Regions from separate parts of the Zea mays genome. Here region 1 is linked to region 2. Evidence: chromatin contacts called from public Hi-C data. All regions are on one chromosome and are shown on one strand. Each heading gives the region's core, a stretch centred on a gene start, on an enhancer-like site or on the middle of the called end of the contact. The rest is flanking DNA. Distances are from core to core; before and after follow the strand shown. Region 1 holds the start of LOC100285029. Region 2 holds the start of LOC103645995 (probable WRKY transcription factor 14).

What was found. A called contact is a pair of places that touch in the nucleus more often than the background predicts.
Region 1: a Hi-C map of bundle sheath shows a contact between it and region 2, with 3 times the contacts expected there. The contact joins the promoter of LOC100285029 here to the promoter of LOC103645995 in region 2. A contact is called at or near these places in 2 of 25 Hi-C or Micro-C datasets (bundle sheath and ear).

What each region holds. Positions count from the first base shown.
Region 1 is chr2:13,834,664-13,841,744 of Zm-B73-REFERENCE-NAM-5.0, forward strand. LOC100285029 reads left to right here and starts at 3,753. Exons shown (of 3, transcript NM_001372162.1): 1 at 3,753-4,036; 2 at 4,135-4,264; 3 at 4,373-5,487. The coding sequence starts at 3,898. The coding sequence ends at 5,321. LOC103646002 reads left to right here and starts at 7,054. Exons shown (of 3, transcript XM_008670745.4): 1 at 7,054-7,081.
Region 2 is chr2:13,314,671-13,321,226 of Zm-B73-REFERENCE-NAM-5.0, forward strand. LOC103645995 (probable WRKY transcription factor 14) reads right to left here and starts at 5,290. Exons shown (of 3, transcript XM_008670735.4): 1 at 3,916-5,290; 2 at 3,157-3,297; 3 at 1,063-2,074. The coding sequence starts at 4,562. The coding sequence ends at 1,345.

The DNA.
Region 1 (7,081 bases), core at 2,503-5,002, 520 kb after region 2:
ATATAGAGAGTTTTTCTAAACGGTCCTCTATCCATTTCAATACTTTAAATAACCGGTTTAGCAAAACAAAAATATGTACAATACATTTAAGAGTATAACAAATACGTATGTATAAAAAATAAAAATAAAAAAATGTATTTAATATAGATATTTGAGTATGGAGGACATGATTTAGAGGACGATGTTGGAGAGGAAAGAGATATAGAGGATGAAATCTTTTAAAGTAGACTGTAAAAGACGAATATAAAAGATGGATATAGAAAACGTTGCTGGAGACAACCTTACATGCAGTTCCAATATCCAGGGATCTTGACAGCACAGTAATAGCTAGCACTAGCTAGCAGCACTGCTGGTCTGCAGCTGCAGCTGCAGCAACCAGCAGCCTGTGATTGTGGTTCTGCTTTGCAGCTGCAAAGTGCTGTTCTTCTCACGCGATCGCTGCCTTCAATTCGGGGGGTCTAACATGTCACCGATGAGGTTAGCTACAATGTCACTCGAATCTAGTAGGTAGAAGATCAGCTGAGAGAGCCTAGCTAGCTAGTAGCAGCAGGTCAATAAGCTTTAATCAAAGCATCGGCTTCAACATTCTTTTTGATTTGCTTCTACACAACGTACTACTACGCTGTATACACAGTGACGCACGATGAACACAATTCAAGTCCAGATGCGACAACGTGCGCCATCCATCGAGTGGGTTCCACTTCAATTCCACGGTGAGAGAAATGAAGCACGCACGCGCCAACAAGGTTAGGTGCAGGGAAGGTAAAACAGCAACAAAATGGTTGGTTACCCTAACTTAGACTCGAGGCACTGGCTGCCACACACACACACAGGCAAGGCGAGCAGAATCTGCAGTCTCCGGACGATATAGATGGTGGAAAGGGACGACTACTGACTGGTTGCTGAACGGGCGTCAGTTTAGTCTTCACCAATAAACCTTTTTTTTTTTAAAAAAAAGAAGATTTCTCTCTCTCTCTCTCTCTCTCTCTCTCTCGGCTTTATTTATGTAGGTGTCGATCTCAGGACCGACGAACAGCTTCCTTCGGTTTCTTTGTTAAGGTTTGTGTCTGCTCAGGAGTGTTGTCGGACACCCTACAGGAATCAAGGTTCCAACCAAAACCTGATCCTCTCTCAATTTTGTTCTCGGAACTATAGCATATTTTGCACCGTGGTGTGCTGTTTTTTTTATAGAACTGACGAAGCAGGCGGTTGATTTCCAAATCCAAACGTGAGGTCTCTGAGATTCCGAGTTATGCACATAATATTAAATATAGTAGTATAGTACAAGTACTGTACTTGTTGACACAAGACTGATGAACAGCTAGCTAGCTAGCTTCGGTTCTTTGTCAATGGCTGTGTCGTCGTCGACAGCTTAATTAGGAGTGTCGTTGTCGGACACCCTACATACAGTAACAATCAGGATTCCAACACGGAAAAAGAAAAGAAAAATCCGATCTTCTAATATATATTTGTTCTCAGAGGAAATATACTTAGTATACTTCGCATGTGCGCTGTATGCGTTACTTGTTTTTTAGACGGGCGAAGCAGCTAGGCTAGGCACCTTGATTTCCAAATCCAAATGCGTGTGGTGCGTGACTGCGTGAGCTATCAGTAGTTCAGTACTAGCTAGCATATACTTGTGTACACACGTACTAGTACCTTCTCGTTGACACGATCGAGCAGGATAACACCCTTTCTCTGTTTCTCAGCGTTTCTACCAAAATACTAGTTTTTTTTACAAAAAAAAAAAGGCGACGTGGCAGCGGCCGTTCACCTGTATGCAGCCGTGTGTTCATCAGCTCATGCATGCATGTAGTTGGCTGGTCAAAGCATCCTCCTCCTGCTAAATTCGGCAGCAGCTAATCAGGCCTACACTACACTGCTACTCAAGGTTTCGCTTTCACGAAACACCTTTCGCTTTGAGAGGTAAGAACTCCGACCTGACTCGACTCTCTGAAGTGATCAGCTAGCGCTGTGCTTATTGGATGATGCGTTGATTGGCCGAGCCTTCGTGCCTTCGTGCGCTGGCTGTGCTGCTGCCTGTGTCCATCTGTTCTAGCGGATTGCAACAACAGGTTATACACATTGCGTGCTAGTGCTAGCACCGGTAATCGAGTGGTCGTCTGGTCGAGAACGAGGTTTGGACTTAATCTGCGAATCAGATCGTTGCTGTTTGATCAACGACTGGAGGTGCCGTACGGAAGGGGGGTGGGGGGAACGGGTAGGTAGTCTCCTTTCATTTTTCTGCTACTGTTTTTTTTTCAACAGTGACGACTGACGAGCAGGTAGTAGTACTAGTCTAAGACTCTAGTAAGTAGCTCGATTCGATACGACGAAATCAAATATATATAGAAATGGTTGCACAGGACAAAAAAATATAAACATGAGCCCGAGAAAGTACGTTTTAGAGTACAATCGTTTTTTTTTTGTCACGATGCAGTGCAACTTGTTTAATGTCTATGGGCTGTTGATACCAACAGCTTAACTAGTACAGGGAATGGGAGGATAAATCAAATAATTTGAGTGGTGCGTACCAAATGCCAGCACTTGTGCCCTTATTAAGACAATGTGAAACTACCAAATCTGACGACGGTGCAATATGTCAACTGGAGTACTACATAATCAGCGCATATTTTTTCTTCCTTCTGATGCGTTACTGTGTCGGTGGAATGTACGCGAAGGACAGCCGGTGGTGGAAGGAGAAAACACGAAAATTGGTTTTGGAAACGTCCAGATTAGCTGTAGATTTTTGACACCTTCACTTATCCACTTGCTCTTGTCCGTACCACACAGGAACTTTTATTGAAGTACTCACTCCGTCCAAAATTAAATTTCGTTTTAGTTAATTATTGCGTACAATGTATATGTTTTATATGAGTATGGGTTCATCGTTATCCATTTAAACGTAGACATAAAAACGCAGAGCTAAAACGGCTAATAACCGAGGGAGTATTAGGTACTGCTAGTGTAAGAAGCACAGAACAAACTGGTCATTTAGCTACCCTCTGTTACCAGGTCAATTGCAGCCCAGCTTATAATTCCTCAAACGTGCAGTGCAGTGCAGCGAGTATGAAGGAGCCTGGAAAAGCGCTGTATATTGATGCGAAGTTTTGCGCACAGTGGTACGGAGGCGGACTGCTCCAATAGATTTGATCCTAAGCAAAGTGTCCAACTTGCTCTCTGTCCCCCGCCATTTATGCTGATTTTGACGAATCGGGGTGGGGTGAAAAAAAAACCCCGATATTTATCCATCATCGTCGTGCTTATTCTTCGTTTTCGCAAACAAACATGCTTTAGCCCATAAACCCACGGCCTGATGCAACCAATGTCGCGCGCTTGTCCAAGTGACGGCACACCAAGCAATCACACATGTCCAGTCGCGATGCCAGTCGGCGCCCGCGCGGCCACCTCGGACACCCAGCTGGGCAAGCAAGGGCCACGGGGCCCCACTGAGATCGCGCGATGGCCCCCCTCCGGCCTCCGCATTTGTTGGGAATTCGACCCGGGGAACGAACGAACGAACGCAGGCAGAGGCTCTGAGATCTGACAGTCTGACAGGGGGGGTTTGGTTGGTGAGGGGCCGCGCGCGAGCGCACACGGCCGCGCTCTGTGTTGTGTCACCTGTCGCGCGCTGTCGGCGTCGCGCACGTCAAGGGCGCGCGCGACCCGCACCCGGCATCTCACCGTGGGGCCGCGCGCGTGCGTTCGTGTATATATACGCCTGGCCGTGCCACTGTCCTGGCTGCAGCTCCGCACAGGTCCCTGGCACAGGGCGAGGCACTGTCACGCACGGAATCGAGCAATCGATCACACAGAGACACAGGTCAGGAGCAGGAGCTCGAGGTGTCGCCGCGCGGCAGCAGCAGCAGCAGCAGCAGCTTGGGACTCGGGACAGCCATGGGGAAGGGCCGGGCACCGTGCTGCGCCAAGGTGGGGCTCAACAAGGGCTCCTGGACGCCGGAGGAGGACATGCGCCTCGTCGCCTACATTCAGAAGTACGGCCACGCCAACTGGCGCGCCCTGCCCAAGCAAGCAGGTACGGACGGCGGCGCGCTGGATTCCTTGTGCACGTTGCATGCATGGGACTCGGAGTTCGCTCGGCTCTAATGGTTGTCTCTTAATTCGATTCCACAGGTTTGCTGCGGTGCGGGAAGAGCTGCCGGCTGCGGTGGATCAACTACCTCCGCCCGGACCTCAAGCGCGGCAACTTCAGCGCCGAGGAGGAGGAGACCGTCATCAAGCTCCACGGCTTGCTCGGCAACAAGTGCGTTCCGACTTGGAGGACTTCAGCTCCCTGACTCTGCTGCACTCGGCCGGCCATGACGTCGTCGAGGCTGATCGAGTTCCGTTTGGGTTTTGTTTCTACTACTAGGTGGTCCAAGATCGCGTCGTGCCTGCCGGGCCGGACGGACAACGAGATCAAGAACGTCTGGAACACGCACCTGAAGAAGCGGGTATCGCCGTCCGGCGGGGAGGAGGAGCACGGCGCCGCCGGGTCCAACAAGAACAAGAAGAAGAAGAAGAAGAAAGCCGCTGGCGGCGCCGAGGAGCCGCTCCCGTCACCGACTCCGTCTCCGTCGCCGTCCTCGTCCACCACGACGACGGCCAACTGCTCCAGCGGCGACTCCGGCGAGCAGCAGAGCAACACCAGCAAGGAGGCGGACGACGACGAGCTGGACCTGGAGAACCTCGAGATGATGCCCATGCTGGACGACGACCCAATAACCTTCGGCTTCGACATGCTGGTGGACCCCGTGCCAGCGCCGTACGGCCCGGCCGTGTCCGCGTTCGCGTCGGCGTCCAGACCCACGTCGCCCTGCGCCTCGTCCACGTCCCCACCGCCGCCGCCGGGCTGCGCGCCGCTCGGCGTGGACGACCTGCTCGTGCTGCCAGAGATCGACATCGACCAGGAGCTGTGGAGCATCATCGACGGCAACGGCGACGGCGGCGGCGACGGAGGAGGCTCCGCTTGCGCCGTGTCTGCCGAGACATCGGCGCCGTGCTGCCAGAGCAATGCGCCGGAGCCGACGACGAACGGCGCCTGCGCGACCAGCCACCACGGAGCGGCGGAGGAGGAGGGAAAGGAGTGGTGGTTGGAGGACCTGGAGAGGGAGTTGGGCCTGTGGGGCCCCGTGGACGTGGAGGACTACCACTACCAGTACCCAACGGGCCCACATGGTCTGGTGGCTAACCACCCGGACCCGCTTCCTGCCATGGTGGACGACCCGGTGTCCTGCTACTTCCAAGCGGGCCCCGCCTCCGCCGTGCTCCAGGAACCCGGGTACTCGGTGACTAGTAGTAGCAACCTGATGGGGTTGTGAGATTTATCGTTCGTCGTCGTCGTTTTTTTTTTATTTTTTTTAGATAGCAGAACAGAAATCCTGAACAAACGGATCGTATTGCTTGCTTGCACAATGATTGTACAAGTGCATAGCTCAGAGGAGCATAAACTCAATACTAAACCGCCGGCGGCGTATTATTATAAGTACATAATAATAATAATAATAATAATAATAATAATAATAATAATAATAATAATAATAATAATAATAATAATAATAATAAAAAGGGAGATCAGTTAGGCTAGTGTGCACATATACAGAAGAGCTAAAAAGATGCTGTTTTTGGTCAGGCGCGCAGTAGATTGACAAAAAGGAGTCAATATTTCCGGTACTCACTGAGTTTACCCGAGATGATGCAACTTCTTCGGACCCAGTTTGTTTCCTTATAGAGTTATACGTGTAATCCAGCTTATGGATAATCTGTTTTATTTATTTGACTCTTTAATTGTTTAAGTTGGATTACTATATAATCTAAGGGCTGGTTCGGGAACTCCATTTTTTCAAAGGATTTCTATTTTTACAAGGAAAATTAGTTCGCTTTCCCTTGGAAAAATGAAAATCCTATGAAAAAATTGAGTTCACAAACTAGTCCTAAACTTAAACAAACAGGCCTTACTACCTTCATTTGCCGGTTGGAAGTTGGTATATGCTAAACTTATACAATAATGGAGGGTATGGATGACGTCAGCGTGATGCATGCGCTGTGATCACCGGGTTCCCACTGCCATTTTAACCCGGCCGGTCCAACCGCTGCGCCTTCGTAGACTACTACGCACGCAACGGACGTCCAGTTGTGTCGTGCCTTTTTTGACTATAGCCTTTCCTCTCGCATTTCATCGCACCCGTCTCTCGTGTGTGTGTGTTTGTTTTTTCCTACTCGATGTGCCGTAGTCTTGTTCACACACTCCACGGGCCATGCCTCTTTTTTTTTTAATTTGGTCGAGCAAGTTGCGTATATACGTCACCATAAAACACGATAAGGAAGTAGGTTACCTAACAAAAAACAACACCAAGAGGGAGGTACGTGTGTGTCAAATGTCATGATTGGATCGTCGTAACTCGCACGCTCAAGATCGCCGTAAGTCGCAAAATTTGTCGCGAAACAAGAGGCCGCAAACGAGGATGGCATACCACCGTTGACGGTTCTGCTAAGGAGCACCAAAGACGGAAAATAAGGGAAAAAAAATTGTACATCCCCACAGAAAATAAGGGGAAAAAATTATGTACATTTCAGATGTAAACACACTCTTTTACAGCCCCTTGTATCCATCACTTGGAGGTCCACAAAAACGGATCAAAATTTGCAAATTAACTCTTTAATAACTTGTTTTTCTTCTATTTATATGGACCACCACTGGATGTTGTACAAGAAATTCTTTGCGTACTGGATGCAAAGAATTTTTCCCCGAAAATAATTATGTACATTCCAGATGCAAACACCTCTGATATGTAAAAGGGATTATTTGCGTCCCGGATGCAAAGAATTTTTTTCCCTAGCAGTAGCTTTTGGACTTTTTTGACTTAAATGTTGATTTTCTGCCTCGAATGCTGATCGAATGGCCATCGCCAAAGCAGAAGCGTGCGACAAAATGGTGTGCGGAAACTCTTGCCAGGTCTTCTGCTCTGCCTGCGGCAAGGTCATCGGTGGTAAAGATCAATTGAACGCCTGATGATAAATGCAGCACGCCCAATTGGTTCAACAGTCAGTCAGATGCCCCAAACGCCGAGCACAAAAACTT
Region 2 (6,556 bases), core at 4,040-6,539:
ATATGGACTGTGCTGATACGATGCATCTCTGGGTGGCCGTAAGACACGTGCACGTGGCCATGCTGCTACAACAGAGGCACTCACCGATCACAGGCACGCATGCATTTCTCCTCCTCCTCATTTGACCGCATTACTGTGCACGCAACGCATACGACGTGTACATGCATCAGCGCTGCGCTGCGACACACAAGATAACGTATGCAGATGACGACCGTCCCTGCATACTTGCGGTACATATACACAAGACGACGGATGATACAAAATGGCGGGGCCAAATATATTAATTAATTGAAAGCTGGCTGACGCTGCGAAGTAGTACGTGCAACGCAGTATATACCTTGTACTCACTTCCGCTACAGAGTACATACATATATAACACATACACACCGACGCCGTTACCTGTCAGGCCGGCACAGCTGCATAGCTAGCCAGCTAGCTAGGGCACGTACAGATCGATGTGCTGTGTATCGCATGTACTAATGCACAGGGGACCTGAGTAACACTCCTGCCTTGCAGCAGTACGGGGCTGGTCTTTAGATCAGGAACAGGTATACATTGAAGGGTTCGTGCAATTTCCATGGCGCACAGACAAAAACTATTAAATATGTACCGTTATTCAGAGAATCCAAACATAGGCGCGCGCCCGCCCAGGCCCAGGCTCCAGCTCCAGCCTCTCTGCATGCAAAAAGCTGAAAAAAAGCGAGAGAGAGGCTAGTATATTGTAACAACAAACATCTGCTTTCTTCGTTGCAACGGCGCCCTGCCCTGCTTTCTGTCACATCACCTTCATTCAAGGACGACGTGGGTCTCCTTCTCCGTCTATCACATTCACGTCACCCCTGGCCCGGCCCCAATCCTCTCCTCCATTTTTCTATGCCCTCTTCGATCTCTTCCAGCACATAGAATGTTAGGCGACGTTCATAAACTCTCTCTCTCTCTCTCTCTCCATGCCAATAATGGAGAGCGCCCGCGCACACGCGAGAGAGAGAAGAATCCCCACTCCCCAGGGCCGGGGGCAGGGGGCTATTCATCTCATGCATGCATATAGCACACCAAGCAACCTGACACAAACCTTAAAAAACAAGGCTCATATCCAAGATCGAGCACGTTCAACAACAACAACAACAACAAAAAATTCCAATCTCTCTCACACAAATGATATGATAAGAACCAAATTAAAGAACTAAAGAGGAAAAGAAAGTGAAGAAAAAGGAGGAACTCTCTCTCGTCTTAATTTAACTCATGACCTTGTGGTGATCTTAGTTTCTCTGGGTTTGTTGTTATTAGCTTCTCTCTGATCAAACGTATGTGTGCACGTACATATGCCAATGGATCGACGATCGATTACCCTCTGTTTCCTTGTTGCTCAAACGACGAGCTCACTGCTGACGACGAGGAATTGGCAGACCAGTCCAGCATGTCGAACAGTGGATCCAGGTCCTTGGACGTCATCGCTTTCTCCTGGTGCCCACGATGGTCACCATCGCCACCGCTTGGCTTCGCTTCCATGTACTCTCTGGAGAAGATTAGGCTCATGGGATCCGACTCCAGCTCCGCGAGGTCGGAGAAGAAGTCGTCAGATGAGTGGCCGCCGGCCTCCGGGATCATCATCGGCTTGTAGCTCTCACAGCTGAACACCTGGTCCATGAGCTCGATACTGTGGTCTACTGCTGCTGCTGCTGTATCCATGACTTGCCCCAGCGGCGCCTCTGACGACCCAGCTGCCAGAGTCTCCTCTTTCACGACCGCTGCCGGAGAAGCACTGGTTGTCATTGTAGTGATCGTGCTAGTGGTCGTCGTCGTCGTCGTGGTGGTGGCTGGATCCTTGTTGGGCTCTTCCTTGACGTCGGTGTTGGATTGCTGCTGTTGCTTCTCGTTCTTGGAACCTGAGCTGCCGCCGCTGTTCTTGCTGTGGTGGTTCCGAGTTGACCCGGCCAGGGCGTTGCGCTGAGTCGGCCATGGATGGTTGTGCTCGGAGGTGTAGGTGATGACGAGCATGTTGGGGTCATTCCGACTTCGTTCCACTTGCTTCCGCGCCGAGCATCCTTTCGAGCTGCTGCATCTGTAGTACCCTCTGGATATCGTGCATTTCATGAACAAGAACATTATTGAAGTCAGCAAGCATGCACGCACCTTTTTCATCACTAGCTTGCTGTGATATATTGCAACCAGCGTATCTATGTAAGTTTTAATAAATTGCACTTCATATATATCCCGATGAGCCGATCGATCGATCGGGGGCTCATCAGTTTTACATGTATATATGCTTACATATACTTAAACAGTTATTCAAAATCAACAGTGTCGTACTTGATACTCCATCTGTCCAAAAATATAATTCGTTTTAGATTAAATCTACATTCATTAATCAACTTATAAATGTAGTCTATATATGTCTATATTTATTGTCATTAATGCGAATGTGAATAGAAAAAAGGCTGGAAGCCTAGAAAGAATTATATTTTGAAACAGAGAGGTATGATTTATCAGAATTTTTATAATTAGTTTCCCCCGTTCAATCTAGGGAAGATAGTCTGACATATCACATGTAAATAAAAACTGTACAAAAGAGCTTAAAAGTAGATCCAGGTGGGTGTGAGCAACTCCTAACTACGCTTTGCATATAGAATTAAAATCTGGGGGAAAACATGAACGGTTTGGTAATGTGTATGCCTTGGAACACATTAACCCCAAGATAAGGTGCATACTTTGTTATCTGTTGCTGATAATGTAACCGTATCTGTAATTAGGACGACGTGTTGTACACTCCAAAAACAAACGCCAAAATGTCTCATAGAGTGATGAAACAACTAACTACTATAGATATTGGACGCATGAGACTTACAAGCATCCTCCCCATACTATACGTCTTGCTACCTAGCTAGCCAGGTAACCATGCATTAAATTGTCTTTCAAACTGCATCGATCATGCAGCCACAAATAAGAATAATTGTGGAGCTAAGAATTCTATAGCGATGGGCCATAGAGAACTAGAGAAGATAGTTTTGTTTACTCTCTTATAGTAGTAATTTGTAAGCTTCACCTCGAATTTATCACCAGCAGATTATTCAGCTATAGATTAACTGAGCCACATTAACCATTTCTCTTCTATTGGAACAAAATCCCAGCTAATTCGTGGATGTGCTTAACGCATACCTTGGATAAGGAGAACCCTTGATAGGCTTCTGGCCGTACTTCCTCCAGGCCCAGAGATCAGAAGGAACCACCTCTCCAGTTGGTCTCCCCCCTGCTGCTGTCGGCGCTGGGATGCATACCACCTTCCTTGCTTGGTTCTTCCTGCGCAGATGTATTTTCTGATGGCGTTAATATTTGATGAGCATCTGTGATCAAGCAAGTGATAAAATTACAGAGCTACAAGTGCACGAATAATTATCTATTGATGAGGCAAAGGTACTGTTTTTTTTTAAATTAATTGAGGCTTATTACTAGGGTTTCGTAAATCAGCTTTGGAGACTCCAAAGCCGGCCTGTCCGGGGAGAAAACCAGCTAGGTCTAGATGCACATAACCCTATGTACATGTGTAGGCATCGTTGGTCCATCCAGAAATACCCCCCACTGATCACACCATGTGTTCATGATGACTCTCACGCCTCAAATTTCGAGCTGTAGGCAACACTTACGACCTTGCCAATTCCTAGCTAGCACAGCCCGAGGAATCCTTGGAATCCTGCCCCATTTCTTACTCTATTTCTTTTTTTCCATGGAGGTGCAGCGCGCGGAGCACGAGAGAGGAGGAGAAGCAAAAGCAACAGAAAAAAAAAAGAGATCGCAGAACCTTCCCTAAAAATCATCACGAGCTATATACGGAGTAGCAGGTAGCAAACACGCATGCAAGATAAAGACGATGCAACGAAGCTAGCAGATGTGCGTTGGATCCAGGCGGATCTGCCCAACCTGCGCTTGATCCCGCCCGCGGCGCGAGGCGAAGACATCTGCATGTCGACAACGGCGGCGTCGATGGCGCACCCGGCCACCTGCCCGGCCGTGATTCCGAGCTTGACCATGTCTCCGGCTAACGCCGGGTACGGTCGTATCTCCCTCGGCGACAACGGCGACGGCAGCACCACCCTCGGCGTCAGCACTCCTCCAACCGCCGGCATCTGCAACCCCCGCGGCAAGAGAGGCTGCTGCTTCCGGCTCATGTCTATGAGTTGGCCTCCGCCTCCTCCTCTGCAGCCGCTGCCGCTGCCGCTGCCGCCACAGATAGCCGTCGTGTCGAAGCCGACCTTGGCCATCGCGTCCGGCATGGCGTCCAGGAAGTCGGCGCCCGAGGAGTAGTCGGTACTGAACGGGTCCACGAGGCCGGAGAAAGGGTCGGTGCCGAAGACGGCGGCGCAGCCTACTTCCGATGCTGTCGTCGACGAGGGAAGCGGCGGGAAGAGCATCGTCGCGTCCCCCTGGAGCTGCCACTCGTCCGCGGCGGCCGTGGACGGCGTGTCCGCGGCGTTTCCAGGGATGGCTCCGCCGGACCGGACGATGTCCGTGAGGTCTCCGCCGCCGGCCTGGTCGCCCTCCATCCTCGGAAGGAAGTAGTCGCACATGGCTGTAGTATCGTGCGGCAGCTAGTAGTAGCTCCCCTAGGGCGCCCTTTGCCGATCCCTCTCGCTCTCGCTCGCTGCCTCTATAGTGGATGCAAGCGGCTGATGCCAACCGCTCAATAATTCTCTCGCTCCTTTCCAATCAACTGGCACCAAGAAGCTAACGAGGCTAGCTTTCCAAGACCCGTGTGATGCACAGCACAGGAAGCAGCAGCCTGGGTGCATGCATGTGTTGTCACGAAGGAGAAAGAAGGCTGCTAGGGCAGGGACAGCGATCTCTTGAAGTAGTTGCAGGTTGGCCCGATCTGCTTGGGGGTAGCTAATACCAAGCAGGCAAGCGAACCAGCAAGCTTGTTTAGCTTTTGTGGGGGGCAGAAAAGGAGGTAGGGTGGAGGGGAAGCAGGATGTGAGAGATGGGGCTGTGGAAAGTGAGCTATCTTTTCTCCACACCAAGCAAGCAACAGGAGAGAAGAGGGATCGAAAACACAAGAAGAGGAGAGACACACACAGAGAGAGAGAGAGAGAGAGAGAGAGAGAGAGAGAGAGAGAGAGAGAGAGAGAGAGAGAGAGAGAGAGAGAGAGATGGGTAACTTGAGTTGGCTTCCAAGAGAGGACAATAAAGAAGTATGTGAGGGCAGAGAGATGAGAGAGAGAGAGATAGACAGGCATGTCGAGAGAGGGACAGGAGGGCGAGAGTGATGGGTTGTGTGGATTTTGTATTGTTTTCTTCTGGCGATCGATGTGCGTGCATGCATATGCATATGCATAACATATGCTGGCCCTCCGTCCTCCTGCGCCGGTCGATTGACCGACGGACGGACGGATGGAGGCTGACCTTTTCAAGGGCACGGCAGACGGGCGAGGTGCGTGGGGGAGGCCGCGGCCGGTGTGCCACCTCCATACGCAAGGCGGCATGGCCGCGTCGGGCGCCTGTCGCCCTGGCCCTGGCCTGGTAAAAAGAAAAACGGGCCGTGCATATGCCGGCCACCGGGTCCGATCCGCATGCGATGCTACCATGTCCATGCACGGTGAAAAGGCTGGAACCGTCCCCGGCCGGAGCCGGACCTCCCTGAGCTGATCTAGCTCGCTCGCGTCGGACGCCTGTCGTCTCTGTCTCCTCTTCTTTTTAACCCACTGACGGACGGAATGACCGAGTCCGCCGCACACGCAACCTACTTGCACCACTCCGTTACTCAGGCCTTCTTCATGGCATGCGCAGCGCAGGCCGGCCGGGCGACCCGACCGATCTGATCGCCAAGCACGCACGCTCTGGATCGACCTGTGTGCATGCACGCTGCTGCTGCATGCACACACAAGAATTTTGCATCATGTGTTCCGTTCTGTGGATGTACTATATACACCATCAATAGAGCAGTTATCTACTGGCGTTTATTCATGTGCAAATAGTCCACGATTATATGCATGGTTGTGCGTCGTCGTCGTCTATCAGCATCGGCGTCAGGGGGTGAAGGAGAGACGGAATCGCCCACGTACGCATATGCGGCGGCTACAGTGTGGCGCATAGTCGTGCGTACTTTTGGTCGTTTCACCACAGGACATATGCGAGCGCATGCATGTGTGCCGAGTACTGTGATCTGAAATGGCATGGCCTTTTGTCTTCTATGCTATGAGCCGAGGCCTAGCCGATCGAGGCGGCCAGCCGCGCTGCCATGCACACCGAACTGGCTTTGTGCGGTGTGCTACTATATATATATATATATATATATATATATATATATATATATATATATATATATATATATATATATATGCCGAACGGTACTGTGAATGCTTGTGAATAATTGCAGCCAGCGCCCCAGATACCGATCGGCAGCATCAACACATGCCTGGATATATACGCAGCCGTATAGCGTATACTGGGAACACATGGTTTGAGATTAATTCTTGTGTAAGCGTATGATGGTGTGCAGATTAGAGATAGCAATGAGTATCCACAACCCGATACCCGATGGATATTTACTACATTAAGATGTGTA